Linked DNA regions of Hordeum vulgare: region 2 is linked to region 1. A link is a contact called in public Hi-C data. All regions are on one chromosome and are shown on one strand. The core of a region is the stretch at or near the end of the contact, and the rest is flanking DNA. Distances in the headings are between cores, read along the strand shown.

Region 1 (3,103 bases), core at 257-2,756:
CGGCGACATTGGGCGTTACTCTGGAAGTTGCAATGCGGCGAGATTTGATGGAGATTCTGATCGAGGCCCGGTCGGATCTGGCCGTGGTGGATCCATTTTCGGTGGATTTGGCGTGGACGCTGTCAGATCTGGCGAGATTGAGGGCCGGCGGCGCCATGGCCCTCCTGGAGGTCCCTGTTCAGCGAGAAAGAGGGAGAGATGCGAGAAGATTGAGAGGAAGGAGGAGAAGGGAGAGGGGCGAGGCGCCAGAGCGGCCGGAGGTCCGACGGGGCGTGGCGGCGGTGTGGGGTCACCGGTGAGGAGGCTTGCGGGCGCGAGGGGAGCTCGATCAGGAGGGAGCTGCACGCGGCGGTGCGGTCCGGTTCGGGCAGAGACGGGTTACAAGTTTTTTTTATAAAAGTGAAACGTTTTTTCTGAATCAACTAAAGTAGGGACTGCGGGTTGATTTGTCAAAAATAGGAGGAGTTTTTTTGTAAAAACATCATGGCGTACGACAGAAGCATTAACTGATTTATTATTATTAAAGGAGAGATAAACATTAGTCTTTTTCTTGAGACAAACTCGTTAAACTTTATTCAACCGTCACGAAATTTACAAAGATGAAACCAAGATTTTCCGGCTGGCCTAACCAACGTTAAAACATGCTTCGCAAGTCTGTTAGCCTTTATATTCGAGGTTCTAGATTCATGGTTAATCAAAAAGAAAAAAAAGACTCTGGATTGTTCTACTAATTCATGTGCTACAACCTCATACAATGCATCATTTCAGATTTGATAGCCTCCGCGACCACTTCGCAATCATAAGCAACACCATATTTTTGCAAGTAAAAATCATCTCAAAGCGCTAGTGCTTCATGGACCGACAACGTCTCCAGTATCTCGGGATCATCAATATTTCCACAAACCATCGTCGATGCCATTGAAAGGCGCATCTATCGTTCTGAGAAATCACTGCAACCATCCCAAAACCTTCATGTCGCGCTACTGATGCATCAACGTTCAGCTTTGCGTGTTGGTCTGGAGGTGGGCTCCAAGTCGTCGGTCTAGTAGCTGGTAATGAACGAGCTGCCTCCAGCTTCTTCAACAGTTGTTCTCTCTGAGCCAGCTACGAGTATGTGGTTCGACAGAGGACTTCTATGCATTCACGATCTCTTGTCAAAGGATTGTAACACTATAGTAATGGAATAAACTATTGTTGATCTTATTTCTTTTTGCAAGATTGATAAATAGCTAAAATAAAACCATGTGCGGCGTGGGGTGTTTGAAAAACCATCTGGTCTGCCCGGCGAAAGGTGATACATGAAGGATTTTAAAAAAAAATATTCGTTTTTTTTGTGAGTCTTATGGGATCCAGGGGTTACAAATCACCGGTCCAACCGAATTTGGCCCATTTCTTTTCAACCCAGCTGACAAACGTTGACAGCCCAGAAGCCCAGCATCTCAGCCTGCCCTGCCCTCGCCCTAATTGCGTGTGCCCATCGCCCACGAAACGCCATCCCCAAGCACGCAGTGAGCGCTGAGATCCGCCCAAACCTAGCGCCGTCGCGGCTTCTCAACCACGCGGCCGCCGCCGCGTTCCCGTCGGCAGAGCACGAGGCGCGCGGTCCTCCGCGCACGCCTTCGATCCGCGCCGTCAACCTCGGCGCATCCCGGACTAGGTAAAGCCTCGCCGCCCCCTCTCGCTCGCCGCGGTTTGTCGCCCGGTGAGGGAATTCAAGGGATTTCTGCTTCAGCGACGGGGGTTTAGTTACGTTCTATAGACTATGTGCTCAACACTCACATGCGTGACCCGTTGGATTTCTCACGCTGGTAAAAAATATCGTTGAGGACCTCGACTCTGATCCAGTTGTCAAACACGGTGTTCTGGTGCTCTCTGTCAGCCTTGTCATCTGTTTGTTGTTTGAATGTTGCGCTAGATTTTGGGCTGTGTTTTGGGCCCATCATTTGTACGGTTGGTTAAATATATCTGCAATTGTCGTTGTATTACGTGTGATAAGTAGACATGTCAAATTGGTAGCTCTTCATGTGCATCCAGCTTGGTGATGGAATATGCATCCTCTCCAAGTTTTCTGCTAAAATGCAGTAACATCACAAATTAACATGTGATGTGTCAATTTTTGCAACTAAGAATGCCATCAGGTTTACCTATTGCATGCGATGCAGCCCCTGAATTAAACAATGATGTAAGGTTGTTCATATCTCATCCACTTAACTTCACCATGCTGAACCAGTGACTTAGCATTATGGGCACTCCCTCCGATCCATATTAGTTGTCGCTCAAACAGATGTATCATAGACGTATTTCAGTGCTAGATACATCCGTTTCAGCGACTCGGAGGGAGTAACTTTCTTGTAAGCTTATGATATGTTAATAATCCATGGTGTATCCCCCTTTTTATCTTCTTCCTGTTTACTACCTGGCCTGCTCTGTTCTTCTCGTTGCTATTTTTGCCATTTGCACTTTTGTGCTTGTGATATTGTTTCAAAAACATGCTTTGAGGAATTGCACTAATCATCCACATCTGACCTTTGTGTTAACAGATGGCTGGATATATGTCTCGCGGACCCCCAAATGGCTCTATTTATGTATGCAATCTGCCTCCTGGAACTGATGAGACCATGTTGGCTGAATATTTTGGCACCATAGGGTTGCTAAAGGTATGGGTCTTACCAGGTAACATTTTCGCAACCACATGCAAGTTCTTGAATGGTCTTGTAAGCGCTTGTTAATTCCATGTCATGATATATTTGTCATTTCTTGTTCTCGTATCTCATCAGAAGGACAAAAGGACTGGCCACCCAAAGATTTGGATATACAGGGACAAAGTTACAAATGAACCAAAGGGTGATGCAACAGTCACCTATGAAGATCCCCATGCTGCTTCAGCTGCTGTGGAATGGTTCAACAATAAGGATTTCCATGGAAGCATCATCCAGGTTCACATAGCTGAGTCAAAAAACAAAGACACAGTTGATAACTTCACCAATGTGAGCGTCGATGCTGAGATTGTTGGACAAGATGAATTGGATAACGGGTCAGGCAGGGGTAGAGGACGTGGTGATGGTCCAGCAAAAGCTTGGCAGCAAGATGGAGATTGGATGTG
Region 2 (3,103 bases), core at 208-2,707, 230 kb before region 1:
TATTAGTTTTTCTTTCATATAGAAGATGCGATATGCTATGCTATTAGTTTGATAAAAAAAACTCAAACCTGTTATAAATTAAGCAACTCATGATGATGGAATTTGTAGTATTGTTCAAAGTGTTAGGTAGGCGGCAATTGGTAGGACATGGAGATCACAAGAACCGTGTTTTGTCTGAGCAGATATTTTAGTTTTTTTTTCTTCAGGTTTTTAGGTGGGCCTTCGTTTTCGTCGATTTTCTGTTTTCACACGCTTGGCGCATGCTCTCATAAAAAAACATGTTTTAAATATTTATGACAGCCAAACAATTAAATTATGAACATCTACAAACTTTATGCTTATGTGCACTTATATAAATAGCATACTTTGGAAGGGCGTAACAAACCTGCGAGGAGAGGTCGTCGAGGTGTTGTTGCTTGCGCACCCTAGATCGGCGTGCCGACTCCCGGTTGGACTCCTTCCTCCTCTTCCTCCTCTTCTCCATCTGGGCCCGGAGGTCCGCGCAATCCTCGGCAGACCTGGAGCTCCGGGTCCCTTGGCTCGACCCGAAAGAGGTCCCACTTGACATGGTCACCCCTCAACAACTTACAGCAGTTTCACTTCCTCTTATATCTTGTATATAAAACACACCTTGTAACAGTACTTGCTTGTGTACCTTGTTACTCAGTGTACTAGCTAGCTATCTTGATTATGCTACTAGTATGAACTCCAGCTACGGCTACGGTTACAGGGAAGTTAGGGAGAAGACGTAGAACCAGTAGAGGAAGACGACGGAGAAGGACTGGACGAGGCGAGTGATCGCTGCGCCGACCATAAATCCGGAGAGGTGATGCTCCGCGACGACCAGCAACAACATCTACACGTGCTACTACCACGGCGGCTCCTCTCCTAGCCTACCATCAAGAACACAGCAGGCTCTTTTTCTTTCAAATGAAATTACCGATCTGTTGTGTTTTCAGATACAAGTTTTGGTACTATGTGGCAAGAAATATATAATTTTTTTTTTGCCAGAACCTCCTCTTGCAAATGAAACGGTGGCAGATCAAATTTCGGCAGAACCTCCCCCTGGGAATTGAATGAAGTGCGGATTCAATTTTGGCAGAGCCTCCCCTGGAAAATGGATGATCGGGGAAAGAATTTTCGGCAGAACCTCCCCTGGGAAATGGATGATGAGGGGAGAATTTTTTTGGCAGAACCTCCCCTGGAAATGGATGACCGGCCAAGAAAATTTGGGCAGAGCCTCCCTAAGTCAAAATAAAGATTTGGGAGGTTGGAGGGGGGTATGGGGTGAGGTGGCGGCGAGCTTGTTTGTGTCCACCCTGGACAGGGTTAGGCAGACAGAGGCCAAGCCAAGAAGAGCCCAAGCTGCCTGCCAGCAACGCAACGCAACGGAGCTGGGCGGAAGGAAACCTAGCAAGGGAGATGGGGAAGAGGGGAAAAGGGAATTGAAGCTTGGTGGAGAGGCGGCATTTATAGAGCCGGGAAACGGGCGGCTTTAGCAGAGAAACAATTGCGAGAGAAATTTGGTAAATGGTGGTGGTGGTGGACGGGAAAGGTGAAAGGGATGGCGAGATGCGCTCCGAATCTTCTGCGGCATCTGCTGGCAGCGTCAGGAATCGTTTCCCCTGATTTTTGCCGTCCGTCCGTGGTTTGGGTTTGATTGCCTGCGACGTCATTCGTGATTTTGCAATTAGTAGTCGCTTTTGTGGTAGCAGTAGCAATTTTTTTAGGGTGGTAATCGAGCCAAGAGTCATCGTCTTGAAGAGGCGATTTCCCCCTGCCGTATGAGATTGGATCGTCAGGTGTGAGCAAGGGGTCGAGCGAGGAGAGGACAAGCTTCTTTTCATTTTGTTTTTTCGGTGTTCTAGGCTAGTACGTACTAGTAACGTGCATCTCAAGAAATCCTTAGGTCATCATTGGGCATTAACTTGTTCTGTGTCCCGAAACAGGAATCGGTTGGCCGGCCACAGTCGTTGAGGTCTTTATACAGGCAATTGTTTGTTTGTTTTTTCCAAAAAAAAGGGAATTGTTTCTTTTTATCCCTTAGTTTCACGTTTATGACAACAATTACCTAATTTAGCATTTTTTTTACATTTCTACCAAATTCAAGTAGACTTGTGCCAAAAATATACCTTGTTATTTTTTATAATTGTGCATGTCACGTCAGCTGCTGGTTTATTTTACAGTGTAACTTTCTGATTTGCTTTCTATTCAAAAGGGATCACTAGTGTAAAAAAGACCTTTTGTTTGGAGCTTTAGTCCCGATCAAGTTTGGATCCGGGACTAATGTGAGAATTAGTCCCGCTTTCAATGGTTAGGAACGAACGGGGACACAACCATCTTGATATCAACCGGGACTAAAGGGGTTGCGGTAGGCTCGTGCCGTGCGAGCCTCTTTAGTCCCGGTTGGTGTTGGTCTCACCAACCGGGACTAAAGGTATATATTTAGTCCCGAGTAGTGATATCAATCGAGACTAAAGACTTCCCTATATAAGAGCAACTCTAGCAGACCCCGTATTCGTCCGGCCCGTAAAACGTGTTTGCAGTTCGCGTAAAAACGTCTATGCAGGTCGGCGCGCACGGACGCGGATGCAGACCCCGCATAACGGACCCGTAAAAGAGCATATTTGCGGAATATGCTTTGGTCGGGGAAAGCGCGGGCTGAAATGTCCTCCCACCAACCGCTTTCGCTCATATGCGGGACACCGCAACGGCGAGGTGGAAACCCGCGAATACGCGGGTTGGGGCCAAGATTTTGCCGTGCCCCACAAAAATATTTGCGGGCCGGGGCGGGATGCGGGGTCTGATCGGACAGGTTTTCTTAACATGGCATGTACTTAAGTGCTTCTTAACATCCACCATAAGAAACAAATATTATGGTGTGTACTTAAGTGCTTCTTAACATCCACTGTAAGAAACAAATGTGGCATGCACGTGAGATATGCATGTGTGAAGTGAGGTAAAATTATAAGACTCCCGTGAGAATTCAATGCATGTGAGGTAAGATTAGTCCATGTTGATGAGGTAAGATTCTGAGGAGCGTGTGAGGTAAAATTATGACATCCAACAAGAAATATATTTTGAGAGGTTATACAACGGGGTT

Evidence for each region. Hi-C and Micro-C count contacts between places; a contact is called where the count stands out from the background.
Region 2: a Hi-C map of seedling shows a contact between it and region 1, with 2.7 times the contacts expected there. The contact joins the promoter of LOC123397835 here to the promoter of LOC123396356 in region 1. A contact is called at or near these places in 3 of 6 Hi-C or Micro-C datasets (leaf and seedling) and 1 of 1 datasets of contacts at active chromatin or transcription factors (embryo).

The regions. Positions count from the first base shown.
Region 1 is chr5H:382,230,225-382,233,327 of MorexV3_pseudomolecules_assembly, reverse strand. LOC123396356 (transcription initiation factor TFIID subunit 15) reads left to right here and starts at 1,506. Exons shown (of 8, transcript XM_045091310.1): 1 at 1,506-1,657; 2 at 2,541-2,657; 3 at 2,778-3,103. The coding sequence starts at 2,541.
Region 2 is chr5H:382,457,506-382,460,608 of MorexV3_pseudomolecules_assembly, reverse strand. LOC123397835 (bZIP transcription factor 44-like) reads right to left here and starts at 1,457. Exons shown (of 2, transcript XM_045092366.1): 1 at 386-1,457. The coding sequence starts at 568.